6 separate regions of the Sus scrofa genome follow, and regions 1, 2, 3, 4 and 6 are each linked to region 5. A link is a contact called in public Hi-C and HiChIP or PLAC-seq data. All regions are on one chromosome and are shown on one strand. Each heading gives the region's core, a stretch centred on a gene start, on an enhancer-like site or on the middle of the called end of the contact. The rest is flanking DNA. Distances are from core to core; before and after follow the strand shown.

What was found. A called contact is a pair of places that touch in the nucleus more often than the background predicts. HiChIP or PLAC-seq counts read pairs in DNA pulled down with a chosen protein or histone mark.
Region 1: a contact with region 5 is called in an H3K27ac HiChIP or PLAC-seq map of skeletal muscle. The contact joins the promoter of VCPKMT here to the promoter of NEMF in region 5. A contact is called at or near these places in 2 of 5 promoter capture datasets (fetal skeletal muscle and liver), 22 of 47 Hi-C or Micro-C datasets (alveolar macrophages, blood, brain and 11 more) and 2 of 2 datasets of contacts at active chromatin or transcription factors (alveolar macrophages and skeletal muscle).
Region 2: a contact with region 5 is called in an H3K27ac HiChIP or PLAC-seq map of alveolar macrophages. The contact joins the promoter of MGAT2 here to the promoter of NEMF in region 5. A contact is called at or near these places in 2 of 5 promoter capture datasets (fetal liver and fetal skeletal muscle), 9 of 47 Hi-C or Micro-C datasets (alveolar macrophages, brain, heart right ventricle and 4 more) and 2 of 2 datasets of contacts at active chromatin or transcription factors (alveolar macrophages and skeletal muscle).
Region 3: a Hi-C map of liver shows a contact between it and region 5, with 2.7 times the contacts expected there. The contact joins the promoter of KLHDC1 here to the promoter of NEMF in region 5. A contact is called at or near these places in 1 of 5 promoter capture datasets (fetal liver), 4 of 47 Hi-C or Micro-C datasets (heart right ventricle, liver, skeletal muscle and 1 more) and 1 of 2 datasets of contacts at active chromatin or transcription factors (alveolar macrophages).
Region 4: a contact with region 5 is called in a Hi-C map of liver, with 2.7 times the contacts expected there. The contact joins the promoter of RPS29 here to the promoter of NEMF in region 5. A contact is called at or near these places in 1 of 5 promoter capture datasets (fetal liver), 5 of 47 Hi-C or Micro-C datasets (heart right ventricle, liver, mesenteric adipose tissue and 1 more) and 2 of 2 datasets of contacts at active chromatin or transcription factors (alveolar macrophages and skeletal muscle).
Region 6: an H3K27ac HiChIP or PLAC-seq map of alveolar macrophages shows a contact between it and region 5. The contact joins the enhancer-like site here to the promoter of NEMF in region 5. A contact is called at or near these places in 2 of 5 promoter capture datasets (fetal skeletal muscle and liver), 20 of 47 Hi-C or Micro-C datasets (alveolar macrophages, blood, brain and 10 more) and 2 of 2 datasets of contacts at active chromatin or transcription factors (alveolar macrophages and skeletal muscle).

The regions. Positions count from the first base shown.
Region 1 is chr1:179,905,267-179,908,752 of Sscrofa11.1, forward strand. It overlaps VCPKMT (protein-lysine methyltransferase METTL21D), which reads right to left and starts at 2,173. Exons shown (of 6, transcript XM_021101519.1): 1 at 1,417-2,173; 2 at 1,209-1,319; 3 at 965-1,037. The coding sequence starts at 1,682. It overlaps SOS2 (son of sevenless homolog 2), which reads right to left. Exons shown (of 23, transcript XM_021101439.1): 23 at 2,312-3,486.
Region 2 is chr1:179,476,890-179,480,038 of Sscrofa11.1, forward strand. MGAT2 (mannosyl (alpha-1,6-)-glycoprotein beta-1,2-N-acetylglucosaminyltransferase) reads left to right here and starts at 1,575. Exons shown (of 1, transcript NM_001128482.1): 1 at 1,575-2,915. The coding sequence starts at 1,575. The coding sequence ends at 2,915. RPL36AL (ribosomal protein L36a like) reads right to left here and starts at 931. Exons shown (of 2, transcript NM_213917.1): 1 at 901-931; 2 at 1-197. The coding sequence starts at 166.
Region 3 is chr1:179,538,872-179,541,878 of Sscrofa11.1, forward strand. KLHDC1 (kelch domain-containing protein 1) reads left to right here and starts at 1,354. Exons shown (of 12, transcript XM_021101387.1): 1 at 1,354-1,859. The coding sequence starts at 1,764.
Region 4 is chr1:179,455,493-179,458,601 of Sscrofa11.1, forward strand. It overlaps RPS29 (40S ribosomal protein S29), which reads right to left and starts at 1,355. Exons shown (of 3, transcript XM_021101317.1): 1 at 1,195-1,355; 2 at 865-964. The coding sequence starts at 1,256. It also overlaps LOC102723301.
Region 5 is chr1:179,669,129-179,672,566 of Sscrofa11.1, forward strand. NEMF (nuclear export mediator factor NEMF) reads right to left here and starts at 2,097. Exons shown (of 33, transcript XM_001924630.5): 1 at 1,772-2,097; 2 at 843-911; 3 at 622-724. The coding sequence starts at 1,830.
Region 6 is chr1:179,883,313-179,886,728 of Sscrofa11.1, forward strand. The region is part of intron 1 of LOC110262125 (a long non-coding RNA gene); the gene reads right to left. Among named protein-coding and RNA genes, the nearest start is that of VCPKMT, 22 kb to the right of the region's middle. Within about 2 kb of position 1,464, at least 55 of the 83 cell types and tissues checked have an H3K27ac peak or open chromatin away from gene starts, as enhancers often do. A contact at or near this core is called in alveolar macrophages, brain, fetal liver and 5 more, where this site is marked.

The DNA of each region.
Region 1 (3,486 bases), core at 923-3,422, 240 kb after region 5:
CCTTGTCTGCAACCTACACCACAGCTCCCGGCAACACCAGATCCTTAACTCACTGAGCAAGGCCAGGGATAGAACCTGCATCCTCATGAATACTAGTGGGGTTCGTTAACCACTGAGCCGTGATGGGAACTCCTAATTGCACTCTTAAAAACTGTATTTACTAGAGTTCCCTTTGTGGCTCAGCAGGTTAAGGACCTGATATTGTCTCTGTGAGGATGTGGGTTCAACCCCTGGCCTCACTCAGTAGGTTAAGAATCCGGCATTGTCACAAGCTATGGCGCAGATCAAAGATATGGCTCGGATCTGGCACTGCTGTGCCTGTGGTGTAGGTTGGCAGCTGCATCCCCAGTTTGACTCCTAGCCTGGGAACTTCAATATGGTGCAGGTGGGGCCACTAAAAACAAAACAAAAAATTTTTTCTTTAATTTAACAATCAATAATTTCCCTATAATTCTGACCCTAATTTGAACATAAGTTGGCTCAATGCCCATTACTTAAAAAATGAGTGATGTCTACAATATACACAAACTGATATTTAAAAAAAAATCCTATAAATGTAATAAATTTTGCCACAGAACAATGAATTCTTTACAATACAACTTAACAGTTAAAATCACTAATGTCATATTAAATTTACTTGGAATAGCTAAATAAAAAAAAATAACAATAAAAAATCTTAGCCTTACATAGGAGATCCAAAAGGCAAAATCCTTTAAAAATTTTATAGAAGCCTCTAGTAAAATGCATATAACACTTTTCTCAAAATGCTTCATGGGCCTCTATGTTAAAATCATGAGTGTGTAAGTTGTAGTCCGTGGTGACTTTTATTTTCTCTTTACTGTATCATCAATTACAGAATAAATTTGCATTAAAAGATGTAAAAATGCTTAGACATGTGTGCTTTAGAACCCATGGAAAACGGTGTATGCAACCTCTAAACGAAGAAATTTCACTCATTACTCACCTCTTCGTAGTATATGCAGTCAGCCATCAGTATGTAGTCTGGTGGAGAAGGAAAGTCTTCTATTTCTTCCCCCCTTAAAAATGTCAACCAAATATTTTTCACTGTTGCTTTAATAACTTAAAATATTCTTGTTTTATAAACAAGACCCAGAAAATTCCCTTCGAATTAACCGTACTTACAGTGAAACACAATTTAAAGCAAACTACAAATCGTTATCTAAAAAAAGCTTAAAGGCCATACAAACCATTTCAGTACCTTGGCTTGAATAGAACCAGTGACAAGATGCTTGTTCATATTAATATTCATCTTCAGTAAGTCCTGCAATTCCTCAAGATCGGTGACTATGACATCTGCCCTATAAAATAACATTGATTGAGGTAGAGGCACAAGGTTGGGAAGCCGGTAATGGCGGTTTCTCCAACAAAGCGCCGTCCCTTCCCGCCAGCTCTTACCCGAGGGTAGCAGCCATGAGCCCCACCGCCCCGGTGCCAGAGCCCAGCTCCAGCACCGACCGCTGGCTCAGAGTGTGGGCCCCATCGCCGGAAAACCCGGGCGTTTCCAGGTATTTAGAAAGGACAATGGCAGCGTCCCAAACAACGCAACCCACGCCGCCGGAGCCATACTGCTGCAGTCGTAACACCGTGCCATCTCGCTTCTCCAAAACTCGCACAAAGTTCAGCAGCGTGTCCTCCTCGGATGACTCCAGAGTAGCCGCCATCGCTGCCTGGCAACAAGATGTGGCGCACACAGTGACATCACAACCATGCGCACAGCCCCGCTCCTCGACTGGCTTGGGGCCCCGCTTCTCCTGGCGGAGGTGTTGGCGCCAGAGCGCATGCGCGAAGGCAGAGAGCCCGGAAGGCAAGGCTCCACCAAAGTGCCTACCCCGTGGCCAGGGCTTCCCCTAGGAGCGGAACTGACACGTTCTTCCCAAAATTTCAAGTCTGGCTTCAAGAACTGACAGTTTAGATCAATTTTCCGGACAAAGCTAGTATTATAATCTGCTCTTAAAAAAAAAAAAGCCAACCTGAGTATTTTTACCTGGTTGGAGACTGATTCACACAGCATTTGCCGGCCTTAAATCCAGGCAGCTTCCAAGATTCTACCGAGGATAGCTATCATCCTACTAATTTTAAATTTAGGAGGATAAGATTTTCTAACATGCTAATTTTTCATCTGAATGCAGTAACAGTGAAGGTAAAGTTATCCCTCCAAAGTTTACATCACTTGAATTCTTTAGGATTATGGAATTTTAATTGCACAAAATAGGGAAAATAATTTATTTCTACAGAACTCAACAATCTTACCCCCTTGTTCCATATAATGAAAACACATATTTTAAAAGTCTTTAAAAAATTAAGACTTGGGTGATTTATTAATCTTGTTAGAAACTCTGATACAAAGCACAGTAAAAGGCCACTGACCAGTAAATAAACAACGTGGCTTCTGACTACTTTACAACTGCTGCTGTGGCACTGAGAGCAAAACACACTTTTTCATCACTTTGAGGGAAGGAGTCCAAATCAAATGGCAAATAAAAGTTTTACTCACTTTTCTGATTAAAAAGTTTAATAAAGCTTTAAGTATATGCTGGTTTAAATATTACCAATCTAAAAAAATATTTTAAAAAATTTTATTAACACAGGATTTACAGGGAAAGTTATTAGGTTTTCAAGGCAATGCAGTTGGTTCCTAGGCCATAAGAAACTTGTCCTCTGAATTCATGAATTAGTAAAGTAGCAGATTGTATTATAGGCCTTAAGTCACATAAACTTATATACATTATTAGCACTGTCTTTAAATATACAATATAAACAAAACTGTACATATATGGCATATTAACTTTACATCCCAAAACAATAGGCAACTCGTTAGCTAAAGACATCATAGTCTGCAAAAACAAAAAGGCACATCTGTATAAGATATATGCCCTTTTTCCCTCTATGATTGGGTTAGGTAGTCTGTTTACATTTTGACAAAATAATAAACACAGTGCATTCTATTATTTTCATTCTCTTTTTCATTTTTGTCTTCAGCAGCAAATTCTGGCATTTAAGACATGGCATTAAAGAGTTTAAGAACAGTGGGTGTTATTCACAATTTTCCTAAATGTAAAAACTAGATGTAAAAACTAGAAGATGGTCAAAGAGGCTTAAAAAATCAGTATCACTCACCCCCCCCATACGTGTGTAAATTCACTGCCTTAAAAAGTCATCTATTACTCAAATTTGAAAAATTCCACAAATGCACTATCCCCTTTCAGTGCAATCAATTATCACTTTAAACCATATTTTAGCAGAGTCTACAGTGCAAATATAATTTCTTTATACTGGCCTTTTGGCAGCACTGAGGATCTAAGACAAGGCAATGCTACTGATCACCTGAGGATAATGGTAAAGGACTTCTGTATTTTCATTTTTCCAATTTTTAAAAGCTTATTTGATCAGTAGCATTTTTGTAAGAGCATTATTTTTAAAAAGTACTAAAATACTATGCATTTTTGAATAAATTAAAAAAAAACT
Region 2 (3,149 bases), core at 325-2,824, 190 kb before region 5:
AAATTGGCTTTGTTTGCCCGCCATAGCCACTCTGTTTCCGATCATAGCGCCTCTTTCCCTGGGCATAGAGGGAATCCTTGCCCTTCTTATACTGGGTCACTTTGTGAGGCTGATGTTTTCCACACTTCTTACAGAAAGTCCTTCGGGTTTTAGGTACGTTGACCATCTTTGCAACAGGGGTGTTTTCACGATGAATACTGTGGTAAAATATTTAAAATACAGCAACAGACGTTAAACATTTTGAAATTTTAAGTTTTGTAAATATGGAAATAGTAACATTACAGAAATCATTAACGTATAAATGCACCAAATACGCATTTTCCACACGAATAAATATATATATGTGCACAACTCTTTAGAAGGCTAATCATCGGAGCAGTGATAAAATGAGGCTCACTAAAATAAGGGCCAGAGCAGCAGCATAAGGATGCCCTATACAGTCAGGTCCCCCTACTGACTCTAAGTTCCAAAGTGGGTTCCTTTGGTCCTTAATTTACCGTGGTTACCCAACAACTAAAGCGTGGTCGTGTGATAATCTACTCTCCTTCGGAAGAGTGGGAGAGTGAGCGCGAGAGCCAGTCTGGCTCCGGGTGCGGTGTAGCTGGTGCCAAGGCCGAGCCCGGCCCTTCTCTGAGGACCGCAGCAACGTGGTTTGACTTCTCCCTCCGAAACACGGTCTCCCTTCAGCGGCCCCGAAGGCTGACGTGTCCTTAACAAGTGCCTCCCGGCCCGGCAGCCGCCATGCGGGAGCCCCTTCCCGGAAGGGAGAAGCCCGTTCTTGAAATCCCCCAAGGCGGCGGGCCTCGCCCTCCCTCTCCTACCAGGGTTCGCCCGGCCACCCCGGGATCCTGAGCTTCGGGGGCTCCAGTCGAGACCGCTACCACTCCGCGTGTAGCTTACCAGTAAAACCGATGTCCACGTTCCGGGTCTCGCTCTGCTCTAGCCTCACCGGAAAAGGAGGATCGGGACGGAAGCAGGAACTGAGCCTGAGCGACAGCGCCGCGGCCCAATAAGAGGCGGGCAGCGACGCCCGGTCGTCTCCCGACGCGTCGGGGAAGCGCCAACCGACGGCCCGAGGGGCGGGCCGGAGGGGTGTGGGCCCGGGGGCCGCGGAGCTCCGCGAGCCAGTTGCTGGTTGTCAGGACAGTCTCCGCGGGAGTGGGACGAGGTTGCGTCCCTCGGTCCGGGACGTCCGGTGCCTGCGTAAGGATGAAAGCCCAGAGGACGCAGGGCCGCTGGAAGCGCAGGTAACGGAGCCGGGGTGCGGTGGGGCCGCGGCGGGCTTCTCGGACCCGTGCCGGATGGAGAGGACCGAGGCGACGCTGAGTCGCGGCTCCTAGCGGCGGGACAGCCTGAGCTGCAGCTGCCAGGCGAGGATGTGTGGAGCCCGGGCGGCACAGGGGAGCTGAGCGCCTTCGGGCCCCAGGACCCCCGGGGCCAGGGATGAGTTAGCGAGGGCAGCCGCGGAGGCCCATTCCGATCGCTGCAGGCCACGGCCGCCGCCCGCCCGCCCTTTCCGTGCGGGATCCGCTAGCTCCTTTACGCGCCTGCCCGCGCTCCCGGCCCCGGAGACCATGAGGTTCCGCATCTACAAGCGGAAGGTGCTGATCTTGACGTTCGTGGTGGCCGCCTGCGGCTTCGTCCTCTGGAGCAGCAATGGGCGACAAAGGAAGAATGAGGCCCTCGCCCCGCCGCTGCTGGACGCCGAGCCCGTGCGGGGTGCGGGCGCCCGGGCCGGGGACCATCCTGCCATATCCGTGGGCATCCGCCGGGGCTCCAACGATTCGGCGGCTCCGCTGGTCGCGGCAGCCCCGCAGCCCGAGGTGGACAACCTGACGCTGCGGTACCGGTCCCTAGTGTACCAACTGAACTTTGACCAGACGTTGAGGAATGTGGATAAGGTCAGCTCCTGGGTCCCCCGCGAGCTTGTGCTGGTGGTCCAGGTGCACAACCGGGCCGAATACCTCAAACTGCTCCTGGACTCACTTCGGAAAGCCCAGGGAATCGACAACGTCCTCGTCATCTTTAGCCATGACTTCTGGTCGACTGAGATTAATCAGCTGATCGCTGGGGTGGATTTCTGTCCGGTTCTGCAGGTGTTCTTTCCTTTCAGCATTCAGTTGTACCCTAACGAGTTTCCGGGTACTGACCCCAGAGATTGCCCTAGAGACCTGGAGAAGAATGCAGCTTTGAAAATGGGATGCATTAATGCTGAATATCCCGACTCCTTCGGCCATTACAGAGAGGCCAAGTTCTCCCAAACCAAACACCACTGGTGGTGGAAGCTGCATTTCGTGTGGGAGAGGGTCAAAGTCCTTCGAGACTATGCTGGCCTCATACTTTTCCTAGAGGAGGATCACTACGTAGCCCCAGACTTTTACCATGTCTTCAAAAAGATGTGGAATTTAAAGCAGCAAGAGTGTCCTGAGTGTGACGTTCTCTCCCTGGGGACCTATACTACCGTTCGCAGTTTCCGTGACGTTGCTGACAAGGTAGATGTGAAAACGTGGAAATCCACGGAGCACAATATGGGTCTGGCCTTGACCCGGGATGCCTATCAGAAGCTGATCGAGTGCACAGACACTTTCTGTACTTATGATGATTATAACTGGGACTGGACACTTCAATATTTGACTGTATCTTGTCTTCCAAAATTTTGGAAAGTGCTGGTTCCTCAAGTTCCTAGGATTTTTCATGCTGGAGACTGTGGTATGCATCACAAAAAAACCTGTAGACCATCCACACAGAGTGCCCAAATTGAGTCACTCTTAAATAGTAACAAACAGTACATGTTTCCAGAAACTTTAACTATCAGTGAAAAATTGACAGCAGCCCTTTCCCCACCTAGGAAAAATGGAGGGTGGGGAGACATTAGGGACCATGAACTCTGTAAGAGTTATAGAAGACTGCAGTAAAAAAAAAAAAAAAAAAAAAAAAAAAAAAAAAAAAAAAAAACGCAATCGCAAAAGGTGACAGTCTTCTATTTTTGATATTTGTCCAAACAGGATATACAATTGAATAAAAGAGTTTAGGAACTGGTTTCTGCTTTAATACAACAACAAAATTCTTATAAAAGTTGTCCAAATATAGTAATCTTTTCCTCTTGTCTGATTAAGATTTAAAACACAAGTTTTCACTTTGTGAGTTGG
Region 3 (3,007 bases), core at 104-2,603, 130 kb before region 5:
CATGAGGATGTGGGTTCCATCCCTGGCTTCATTTAGTGGGTCAAGGATCTGGAGATGCAGTGAACTGTGGTGTAGGTCCCAGATGCGGCTCAGATCTGGCGTTGCTGTGGCTATGGGGTAGGCCAGCACCTGCAGCTCTGATTCCACCCCTGGCTTGGGAACTTCCATATGCCACATATGTGGCCCTAAAAAGTATAATAATAATAATAATAATAATAATAATACTAATACTTGATTCTTGGAGTTCCTGTCATGGCTTGGCAGTTAATGAACCCAACTAGCATCTGTGAGGATGTGGGTTCAATCCCTGGCCTCGCCTAGTGGATTGAGGATCCAGCATTGCCAAAAGCTGTGGTGTAGGTGGAAGATGTGGCTTGGATCCTGCGTTGCTGTGGCTCTGGCATAGGCCGGCAGCTATAGCTCCAATTGGACCCCTATCCTGGGAACCTCCATATGCCAAGGGTGCGGTCCTAAAAGAGACAAAAAGACAATAATAATAATAATAATAATAATAATAATAATAATAATAGATTTTTTCAGAGAGTTTCTAACAGAGCCTCAGTATGAACTATCTACAGCTGGCAGGCACTTAATATATACTGAATAAATTAATAAATTAACTTCTGGGTGGTGGGCAGCCAATTTTCTTCAAAGGGAAATTCTGAACAAGTACATATATAGACACTGGTATAATTATTTTCTTCCCTCTTGGTTCTAGTTTTACTTAAGTAACAATTTAAAGCAAAGGTAAGCCAGCTTTTTCTGGAAGTGGCTGGAAGTAAATATTTTCCTGCAATGGGAGTTTTCTGGTCTTTGTTGCAGCTACTCAGCTCTGTCTATTCAACTCCATGGCTTACATGAGCTGCCAAAGACAATACTTAAATTAAGGTGGTTGTGTGCCAATAAAACTTTATGCAGAGATGCCGAAATTTGGATGTATATGATTTTCATGAGTAATATTCTTTCAATTTTTTCAGCCATTAAAAAACGTGAAACTATTTTTACTTTGTGGGTGCTACAGAAATAGGCAGTGGAAAGATTTGTCCTGCAGGCCATAGCTGGCTGGCATATGTTTTAGGAAATTCCTAATGTGTCTGCTTGCTATTTTGAGGGGTTTTGGGGGGGCTGAGCCCCTGGCCTGTGGAACTTCCCAGGCCAGGGATCAAACCTGCACCACAGCAGCCACCCAAGTTGCTGAGGTGACAATGCCAGATCCTTAACCCGCTGCACTAGAAGAGAACTCTAGAAAATACCTAATTAAAAAAAAAAGTACATATGTATATATTTAAAATTCTTATTCTCTCACATTCTCTCTCTCTCCCTCCCTCTGTGGCTATCTCAGATGGAGGCTGAATGGAAAAGGCAAACCCTCAAAAAGCATTAATATATTAATATATTGATATATTGATTTAAGTCACAGGAGCATTAAGCCCATAGACCAGAAATCCATTAGGCTAGTGGATAAAATACAGAGTTAGGCGGTACTGCCCACACAACATACTCCCAAGTGAAATCGGGATCCGGAGAAGCCCAGGAACCTCCCTTCCTACTCAGACCTCAAGCATCCCTAACTGGCACCGCCGCCCAGGGCTCGGCTTCCCGGGCGGGCTTCGGGACGGCGCAGCCGCACTGCCGCCGCCTTCCCACCAATCTCGACCCTCGACGCGTTCCGTTCGTGCGTGGAGGAGCCGGGCGGGAGGAGAGGCCGCTCCGTGGGCAAGGGGCTGCGGCGCGCCGACCGGCCGGCCCCAGCGACGGTGCGGATGGCGGACTCACAGCTGTTCTGTGTGGCCGAGGAGCGCAGCGGCCACTGCGCGGTGGTGGACGGAAACTTCCTCTACGTGTGGGGGGGCTACGTGGTAAGGGGAAGAGGCGGGACGGGGCGGACTCGCGCCGGGAGCCCGCCCGGCTTCTCGGCCCGAGCGGCCGCCTACACACGGCCCCGAGGCGGGGGCCGGTCCGTGATCCCGGCGGGGCGCGCTCGGCACCCCCCGGGGCCCCGCCCCTCCGCAGTCGACCGCTCTCCCCGCCTTGCCGGGGCTTGACGCCGCGCCGCCTTTTCCCACTAGGAAAGCCTTCAACCCCCGGCTTCCGGGCTCCTCCCACTCAGTTCCCCAGGTCCTCACTGTTGCCCCACGACCGCGGCTTGCCCAGCACTTAGTCAGTTATTGCGCGATTGAGGGTCAGTTTCAAATGCATGCGCAGGCTCAAAAGCCCAAGGATGCCATGCTTTGTTATTTTGTAAATATTTCCTTACTCCCCGCGGCGCGATCCGAAATACCAAAATCACTGAAGCATTTAAGTATTTATAAGCAAACAGTGGCATTCTTTTACCAGTGGGTAATGACGAATTTTTTTTCAAGTCTCAAAACAGACTCATGTTAGAAACAGTATGCTTAAGAGTATTATGCTTTAAAATTCTCATTACAGTGGAGGCTTGAATATGCGTATTTTTGTTTCTGTAATCAAAGGATTATAGAAGCAAAGATTCTAAAGATGGAAAACAGTTCAGGAATATATGCCAACACCTGTAGTTTACAGATTGAAAAAAAGCGAGCCGTCTGGAGTTCTACTGGAGGTATAACCTACGTTTTTCAGACTCGATACTATTATGTGACAGATGTAACATGTCTGAATCGCTTACTGAAATAAAGCACATACTGTATATGTTAAATGATTCTCAGATCTAAGTTGGTTTTTGTTGTTTTGTTTGTGTGTTTATTTTTAATTTGATTTAGTATCAGGATGGGAAAATTAGAACTCAAATTTGAGTGCCGACTATACGTGGCATGTGCTAGGAAATTTCATATCCCTAATCTTGTATAATCTTTACCATATTTTGTAAGGTAAGTAATATCCCCATTTTAAAGAGTCAGTAAGAGTAAAATAATTTGAATGACCGTTTGACCTAAAGGGCAACAGATTCCAACCTAGGTGTATTGGATTTCCAAAGTTGGCTTTTTCCTATGATAAACTAACGTAAATTAGGTTACGTTATTATGCTTGC
Region 4 (3,109 bases), core at 105-2,604, 210 kb before region 5:
TGTTAAGCATTTCGTCCAAGCCAAAAGTTTAAGCTCAAGATATTTTGCCTCTGTCACATAAGTGTCACATGAACAATTATTACCCACAGTAATTCACCAAAATAAGAACACTTTTTTGGCTGCACTCTCGGCATGTGAAGTTTCTAACCAGGGATCAAACTTATGTCACAGCAGTGACACCACCAGATATCTTTAAGCAACTGAGCCACCAGGCAACTCCCAAGCACATATAGAGAAGCAGGTTCTACTTAATTACTGAGGCCTAACTATGAATCAAAAGGCCAGAGATGCAGCTCAAAGACCCAATAAGAAATGTTTTCACCTCTGAGCTTCATATATACATTAATTTTTGCAACAATACTGCCATTTAGCTTCCACAGGTAAAACCTTTGCTTCAAGACACGTGACCCAAGTCATTATGACTACCTGCCTGAATCCTCAAAAAACATACATGGCCCCAAACCTCAAGCTCATTCCCCTACATGACGCTAACTCGTAACTCAACATTTCAAGACAGTGGTCAACTCATGTACTTTGCTTAAAAATAGCTAGATAGGATTAGAGATCTAATGTTGAATTTTAGCATGGTTTCATAAAAGTAAATAGTTTTATACACACTTTACACGGCACCTCGAACTGGCGAAAATGGTAAAATGGGATTACAAAGACTTCTTTTAAGGCCTTCACTGCATCCCCGCCATTCTATTCACATGGCTGCCACAAACCCTGAACAGTGTCATCCTCTACCAAGAACAGCGCTGCTAACTAAACGCAGAAAACGTCATTGGCCGAAAGCCCACACCAAGGAACTACCCCTTGTTGGCCTCTCCCAGAAATAGGAGCATGCGGCCCGCGGACGCATACCTTGATGAAGCCAATATCCTTCGCGTACTGGCGGAAGCACTGGCGGCACATATTGAGGCCGTATTTCCGGATCAGACCGTGCCGGTTTGAGCAGACTCGGCTGCAAATAGAAAAAATTAACGCAAGTCGCAGAAAGTAAACAATTCGGCACTCAGAGAGCCACCACCCACACTGCTGGTCACCAAAGACCCATGAGAGGCCTGTAATGGCGGCAATCAAGCTCCGATTCCGTCTCCCCCCACGCGCAAACCTGCGGGGCTCCGCCATTCTATTTCAAGCAGCGTCGCGCCCCAGAGGAACCCTTCCCTGAAGCGACATTCTGTTTCTCACCAAGAGCGAGAACCCTGACCGAATTTTCTTGGATGGCTCCAGTAGAGCTGCTGGTGACCCATCTTGCTCTCTCGGCTGCAACGAGGCAAAAGGACAGACTTAGCGCACGCATGCGCTCTTCAAAATTTTGGACACAGTTTACCCAGAAGGCAGTGCGGACCAGTGACGCGTGCGCAGTGTGGCCACGCTGTTCCTCGGGGGTGGGAGTGAAGAGGAAGCATGGAAATAGTCTGGGCGGGCCCTGCTGATGACGTCACCACACCGCAGCCTCTAGTTTTGTCTTGCGCCTTCTGCCACCGCCGGGCGCGGTGGCGCGCGCCTGTAGTCCCAGCTACTCGGGAGGCTGAGGCTGGAGGATCGCTTGAGCCCAGGAGTTCTGGGCTGCAGTGCGCTATGCCGATCGGGTGTCCGCACTAAGTTCGGCATCAATATGGTGACCCTCCGGGAGCGGGGGACCACCAGGTTGCCTAAGGAGGGGTGAACCGGCCCAGGTCGGAAACGGAGCAGGTCAAAACTCCCGTGCTGATCAGTAGTGGGATCGCGCCTGTGAATAGCCACTGTACTCCAGCCTGGGCAACATAGCGAGACCCCGTCTCTTTTGGAATAAATTTTTCTTTTGAACCCTCAAATAATTGATCTCAGTATTCTGCTATTTTCCTCTTCAGAATCCTTCACATTTTTTTAAATTAAAGTCTTAAACTCGTAAAGGAAAAAGGACGTTTGCCTCAACTCTACACTGACCCCTACTGGGATAAAATAGCAAAAAAACTTAAAATCAACTGTAATAACTAGGAGTCAACGGTAGGAGTTCCTGTTTTTAAACAGAATACGTTTTCAAACTTATTTTTAATTGACACACACCATTCCAGAAAAATGACATGAGACTTAGGATGTTTAATATTTCAGTGTAGTTAGTTAAGTTTAAAGTTAAGAAACAAGTAAATATCCAATGTATGTTGCTTTGACCAAATGATCTGGTAACAAAATAACTAGCAAGAATCACACGCCTTCTAATAATCTGCCGAAAAAGTCTCTAAAATCCACGTGGTCATTTATAATGTCTGTAAATAAACGAAAAATTAAGTATGAATCTAAAATAAGAGCTTTAACTAGAAATATAAAATGTACCACAGGGTGCAAAATATAGGAAACTTTTATGCATGAATTCTTACATTAGAACTGAAACACTACACCTCTTAAAGGTACGTTATTTCAGGATTATGAAATTCCCCATCCAAATTGGGAACTTTTTTACATAATGAAGGAATCAAGTCAGAGACTGAAAAACCAGATATGGCTTGATCCTGCTCTCAAAACAAATGTAGTGAGGAAAATAGTATTATTACCTGAACCCTTCCTTTCATTTTGTCTCTCTCTCTCTCTCTCTTTTTTTTTAAGAGCCCTTTCTTCCAGATTCAACTTCTGCCACTCAGTGACACGTATACAACTAAATAAGCAATTCGTTCTGGATTTTTCGTTTTGTTTTTTTGTTTCTTAGGACATTTTATATTAAATGACAGATGTACTAATAGACTACAAGAGGAGAAAGAAAGAGATTAATTCCAGCACGAGCTTCACTTGAGGGGTCTTTGAAATACACTATATGTGAAGAGTGGGGTTTACACATGATGGAGGGAAGAAATAGTGAGAGGAAGAATTTGAGGTCAAGAATGGAGTTGGAAAAAGCTTGGGGAGGGTGAACAACTTTGAGTTAACTAGAGAGGAGTCCAAAAGGCTTAGTGATAAGATTGAAAGGGGATTTTAACTTAAAGCCCAGCTGTAGAGGGTCTAATTGTCAAGCTTCTACAGTTTACCTGGAATCTTTCATTGATGGGTAGTTTCCAAAACCCATGTGTCTTTCAAAAGCTAATCTCACATTTGCCTTCTCGGATCTTTCCTGCTTGGTGGTCTCTGT
Region 5 (3,438 bases), core at 847-3,346:
CCATGAACTTTCACTAGATCTCTTATGTCAGTAAGAAAATAAGTAAGACATACACAAATGCAAGATCTCAGTTTTAACGGTATAAAAAAAAAATAGAGAAGTGAAAAGTAAGAAGATATGCTTGGTAACACACTAATGTCATTGAGTATTCTAACAGAAACAGGTCGGTAGCTGAAAAGTAAGCTATGGAAGATAAGGCTAGGGAAGGAGGGAGGGCAGATCACAAAAAGCCAAGGATGCTAGGATACAGTATAGAGAATCATAAAAGGTGGGATAACCAATAAAAATGATGCTCTAGAACAATTGATGCTGGTCTAAAACAGAACTGTTTTGATAGTGAGAAGTGTAGTAGAGGTAAGGGACTCTTATGTCCAGTGTTAAAAAAGCTTTCATTAGAACAGCAACTGTGGGGACAGAAAGATGTGGAGCACAATGGGATGTAAAGAGTAAAAGGGACACATTAATAAACATATCCTTTATTCATCTAGTATCTATCAACTACTCTACCTTTATCTCTATTTTATTCATAACAGTGAATAAAAACTAAAGTTTAAAACTTCAATGGTCAGTGACCAATCTCAGGGCCTTAAGATTTTGCTTCTAGTATAACTTAAAATTTACCTTCATGGCAAAGCTAGATGGCATCATATTCTTAGGCCACTCAAATTCTGTCGTGTGAATTCGTATGCCAGATTCAAGTAAAAGTGTAGCTTTAAAGTCTGGTCTGTAGAAGGAAAAAGTCAAAATTTTCTTTAGGGCATTTGCCAGCGCTAACTCATGTTTAAAAAAAAAATCTCATATTTAATTACAAAACATCTAATAAGCCTACAAAATGCTCTTACTTTTGAAGACGAATAAGATATGTCTTATTATCCACATCGTAAACATTGTTTACTCTCATTCCTAGCAAGCTGCAAAAAGAAAGGAAACATATAACAAATCATAGTACCACTTGAAACATAAAACCTCACACAATTTAAATCTGTAGGCGGAAGTAGAGTCTTCGAAAAAGGAGATCTTCGACTCTAAAGACAGGGACTCAAACAGGGAGCACAATCTGAACGCCATCAGGCACTCAGCTCAAAACTTGAATTTAACTACTTTAGAACAAAAATGGCTTATCAGCTCTAGGAATACCATACAACGCATTGAGTCTTTAAAATGATCCAACATTTTCTAAGGAAATATAGTAAATCGATTCCACTTAATTTATTTTAAAAGAAAAAACGCAAACAAGACCCTGGGAAATATGACAAAGCTCAAATATGACAGGTGAATAATAGAGACCAGACTAGACGCCAAATCTCACGCGAATCTGCTACCTCCAGCTAAAACGGCGATACTGGTCTGTCTTTGGGATGAGGAAGAGAGTCTAACAAACTAAGGGTCGGGTCTGGAAACCTCTGGAGCAAATGACTACTCTGGCGTCCTGGCGTCCAACTGGCGTGTCGGTTTTCACTAAACGTAGCTGCCAGACCCAGGCGACTCAGGACAGTAAGACGTGAACCCGCCAGAAGCTGACTTAAGACCTGGCAAGACTAGCAGCACATGAGGCACTCAGCTGCTGGGGTCCCCCGGGTCCCCCCCGCCCGGGTATCCTGAGGGCCCGGGAAAGATGTCACGCGCTCGCCCACTCAGGCCTAACCAGGTCCATAAAGGGCTGCACTGGGGGGACCGAGGGGAAACACCAGGCCAGTCTTGTCTCCACCGTGGGGCTGCGACTCTGCCTCCTGCACTCCCCGCACGAGCCTGGTCACCTATCGTACAGTACCTGGCATTCAGCTCGGCTAGTACCGCGCAGAGGTCAATAGTGCTAAAGCGAGTCTTCATGGCGAGGTACGAGAGAAGATTCTGCAGCTTCCTCCACTGCCGGCCTGACTCGACGCCGCTACTCTTATGCGCAGGCGCACTTGGCGGATCTACGGCCGCGCAGAAGGGCCAATATTCCTTGAAGCGAACGTGTTTGCATCGCTTTAGTGAAGTGTTTGAGTGTCAGGCCGTCATCAATTTGTTTTTCGTTGCTGGTTTTCGCACCAAAACCACTCGAAATAGATCCAAACTGTTCTCTTGAAACTGCATTCTTTCCTGAAAAGCTTACGGACTAGTTTAGTGACTTTGCCCCCTTGTGTTTCGGGACTCAAACCAGCCTCCATAGTGACCCCTGCTGGTCGTAACAATTTATGAGAGGAGTACTGGAAGCATTTCCCCAGGCGGGTAGTGAGGCTCTGTGTATCAAAGCCAGGAGGACCCCTTTTCCTGCAGCTTACTGTTTTGAAATTTAACCGAAGTGGATTATTTCATTTGCCCTACAGGCGCCCTCAATGATCAAAGCAAACCAACTCTCAATAAGGAGTTCCTTTTTTGATGAGTCTTGCTCTCCAAAGACCATTTTGCCATTATTGTGGGATTCTCATCCAATCTAACTGTTGGGAATCCCCTTTTGGGACTCAGCAGGGGGTCTCAGCGTAGTACCTGGTATACAATAGGGGTTCCATAAATGATCGGCAATCAAAATATTCAAATATTTCGCTAGATAATGGTGAAATAAGATAAAAATAAAAATAAGACAAGGTTGCCCCGCCAAAGGGGTTTCAAGGGTCGTGCAAGAATGGTTTTTTGTTTTTGCACTGTAATAAATACTTGGGAAGAAAGCAATTTTAAGATAAGAACTCAAAAGAGACAGGGTCTCGCTATGTTGCCCAGGCTGGAGTACAGTGGCTATTCACAGGCGCGATCCCACTACTGATCAGCACGGGAGTTTTGACCTGCTCCGTTTCCGACCTGGGCCGGTTCACCCCTCCTTAGGCAACCTGGTGGTCCCCCACTCCCGGGAGGTCACCATATTGATGCCGAACTTAGTGCGGACACCCGATCGGCATAGCGCACTGCAGCCCAGAACTCCTGGGCTCAAGCGATCCTCCAGCCTCAGCCTCCCGAGTAGCTGGGATTACAGGCGCGCGCCACCGCGCCCGGCAAGAAATCTGGACCTAGGAGGATTCTAGAGCCTACAGACTGAGTGTCGTGAGCAGCAAAATTCTCACCAGTAGACGGCGACTCTTAAGTTAAAAGGGCGCGTTCAGCATTTCAAAAGAAACCAGGAATTGCAGACTCCAAGAGGCTGCTGTAACACATATAGCGCAGCACTACTGCATCAAATGGCACAGTAAATCATGCAGAATAGCTCAAGATATGAAATAAGCTATTTGGAGGGTTTAGGATAGACTGTAGCCAAAACCGTAAAAGCGACAGGTCTAACTGTACATAAACAATACTAAAGTTCTTATATTGACAGTAAAGGCATTCCCCAAAGAATGCCTAAATATTTTGCATAAAATGCAATACATGTGTAAACTCCACATTGAAAGGGACAAAACTTAGATGCAGAAGTTCCAGGGGGCCAGGGATGGAACCCACACCACAGTGACAAATGCCAGATCC
Region 6 (3,416 bases), core at 214-2,713, 210 kb after region 5:
ATCCTGAGCAAGCCCTTACCTGTCTATACCTGAGTTTCATCAGCTCTAAAACAAAGGAATTGAATTAAATGGTGCAGTGGTTCTTTCCAAGCTAAAAGACTACAAAGATATGAACCCTGTCTCAGGAAGCTGGGCTCTTTTTTGTTTTGTTTTGTTTAACCTATGCTGAAATACTCCCCTCTGACCTTAACACTGCCACATGCCTAAATACAAAGACCTGGTGAAATAATAATAACAGATCCCAGTTACTAAGTACCAAGTGCTTTATATACATCGTTACATGAATGCTCACAATAAATCTTTGAGGTAGCTATTAATTTTTCAAATACCCAGAGAGAACCAAACGGAAGGCCAAAGTGGGAGCCTAGATTCTTCTCTGTAAAAGAGGAACCTGGACTGGATGGGTAAGGCCCCTTCCAGCTTTAAACCATCTGTAGTCTAGAGTCAATTGCATTTTCCCCCAAAGTCAGCCGCATTTGGGGTGGTGGTCCTGGAACTGAGCAATTCCTGTGGGGTTCTCCCTGATATACAAAGTATGAAATGGCAACATCATCCTTGGCCTTCTACTTTGCAAATTTGTTTTGTGTTGGCCATGCTGGTTTTATGAAGCAGCTTGTGAAGGTGCTTAGAGACCTTGAGAGCCTCCAGGGAACACATTCTGTACATTTGATTTAAACCTCCTCCCTTCCTCTAAAAAAAAAAAAAAAAAAAAAAAACTCAGTCCCCTCCACAGTTTCACTCAGGAGAGAGATTCAGCTGAGTTCCCCTCCTGTGGCTTTTCAGCTTGCGTCAGGCCGCTGGGCAAGGCTGAACCAGAGCTCGGAATGACGTGACCTCACTTTTGGTGTCTGGTTTCAAAGCACTTATTTAAGGCTCTGATTCTACTGCAGCTGCACATTTTCTGCGCCATTCTCTTCCATCCCTGCCTTAAACGTTTCAGTCTACCCAGCCAAGCTCTCTCTCTCTCCCCGTTTCTCTCCCACACATATTCTCATTCATTCCCCATCTCTTTGAAGATGTTTCATAGTTGAAAATAAACACATCAAAATTAAGACGGTTCCCTGTGACAATAAAGCATATACAGAAGTGAAAGCCAGAGTTCTTAAAACCTCAGTCATTAGGGAATGTCTTTGAAACCATCCTCCTCTTTACAAGGCTGAGAGCTACAATAAATACAACTCGTCAGAGACTCAGACATACTCAGAATGAGAAAGGCACACATTTATTATGAGCAGCTGCATTCATCTGAGTTCCTGGAGGGGTGTGGGGGAAGACTGGCATTCATTCACTGCTCTGGAAGAACCTGATGCCATCTGCACCCAGAGAAGCTTGTTCCCAGCACCATGTGTAGAACCCATCAGGCAGGGACATCTACACAGACATGACCAACTTCTCCAGGGAGCTGGGTGCACTGGGCCACCAGGGGCTGGACCCAACCCTGCATCCTGTTCTCTCCTTGGATCCACCAGCATCTCGGAGTGGGCGGGGCCGTGGAGGAGGGCTTCCAGAGCAGTTCTCCATCCTCCTACTCCACACCACTCCTCCCCCAACCCCAACCCTCCAAAGAAACATTTTAAGGGCCCTAAGTCTGCAGTCTGCCTTCCAGGTGGAAGAGGGGCAGGGCCCAGCCAAGCACCTTTAAACCCCTCATCCCTCAGGGATTAAAATCCTGCCATCTGTGAAAAGAAGGCACCACTTTATTTCCGTCTGGGCCATCACTTGGGTGGGGCTTTCCTTCTAGATAGTTTTTAACAAATAGAAATACAGACCACGCAGTTAAATTTGAATTTCAGATAACAAATATGTTTTGGTATAAATATGTCCCCAACACTGCAAGGGGCATGCTTATACTAAAACATTTTTTTGTTATTTATCTGAAATTCAAATAGAACTGGGTGTCCTGTAAGTTATCTGGCAACCATACTCCCCTTAGTCTTCTCTCCCCCCAGGCCTTTCCAGGGAGTGTTTATTTTTGCTGTGTGTGCTCATACAGAAAGTTTTCACTTCTGATTCTCCTGGGATTCCTGGCGAAAAGGCAAAGACTTCAGGCCACATCCACTGAATGTGGTAAGACCCAGAAATACACATTTTACCAAGAATCTAGGTGCTTCTGATGCATATGTGTATGTTATCTATTGCTTCCTAACAAATATCCCTAAAACACAGAAGCTAAAAACAACCAACACTGATTATCCCAAAGTTCCTATACATCAGGAAGGTGGGATTGACTTAGCTTTGGGATTCTGGCTAAGGGGTTCTCATGATGCTGTAATCAAGGTGTTGGTTCAGGCTGCAAACACTTCCAGACTGTGCCTGTGCTGGAGAAGCTGCTGTCAATCAGGTCTTTTTTGACTTTTAGCTGAAAACATTGGTTCCCCATCACATGGCTCTGCTGGATTTTCCCCCAAGCTAGGGTGTGTGTGTGTGTGTGTGTGTGTGTGTGTGAGAGAGAGAGAGAGAGAGAGAGAGAGAGAGAGAGAGAGAGAGAGGGAGAGAGAGAAAGAGAGACTGAGACTTTTTAAGACAAATCCAAATCCAGACTAAGAGAAATTATCCATATTGAGAGGCAGGAATCTTTGGGGGCTGTCTTAGAGGCTGTCCACCACCACTGTCAAGTTTGATAATGACTATTACAGATTAGTCCTCAACACACTGCAACCAAAACCACATTTTAGAAATAGGAGACAGTCCCCATTGTGGCCCAGAAGAAACAAATCTGACTAGAATCCATGAGGATGCAGGTTCAATCTGTGGCCTTGTGCAGCGGGTTAGAGATCCGGCATTGCCCTGAGCTGTGGTATAGGTCACAGAGGAGGCTTGGATCCTGAGTTGCTGTGGCCGTGGTGTAGGCTGGCAGCTGTAGCTCCGATTGGACCCCTAGCCTGGGAACCTCCATATGCCATAGGCACAGCCCTAAAAAGACCAAAAAAAAAAAAAAAAAAAAATTAAAAAATGGGAGGCAAAGCCTTTTTTTTTTTTTTTTAATTTATAGGGCCGCACTCAAGGGAGTGGCATATGGAGGTTCTCAGGCTAGGGGTCCAATCAGAGCTGTAGCCGCCGGCCTACACCAGAGCCACAGCAACTCGGGATCCGAGTCTCGTCTGCGACCTACATCACAGCTCACAATAACGCCGGATCCTTAACCCACTGAGCAAGGCCAGGGATCAAACCCGCAACCTCATGGTTCCTAGTCAGATTCGTTAACCACTGCGCCACGATGGGAACTCCGACTTTCTTATTTTGTTCTTATTTCCACCCCTCCTCCCCATGTACCAGTTGGGAATTTGAGACAACAATGAGGAAGTTAGAAAAAATGAGAAAGGAAAAATAGTCAAAATGACAATCTTTGGAGAAAAGCCAAACGTTAAATTTTAAAGTAACTGCAAATATTGAGTAGAAGAAAATTATATGCAAAT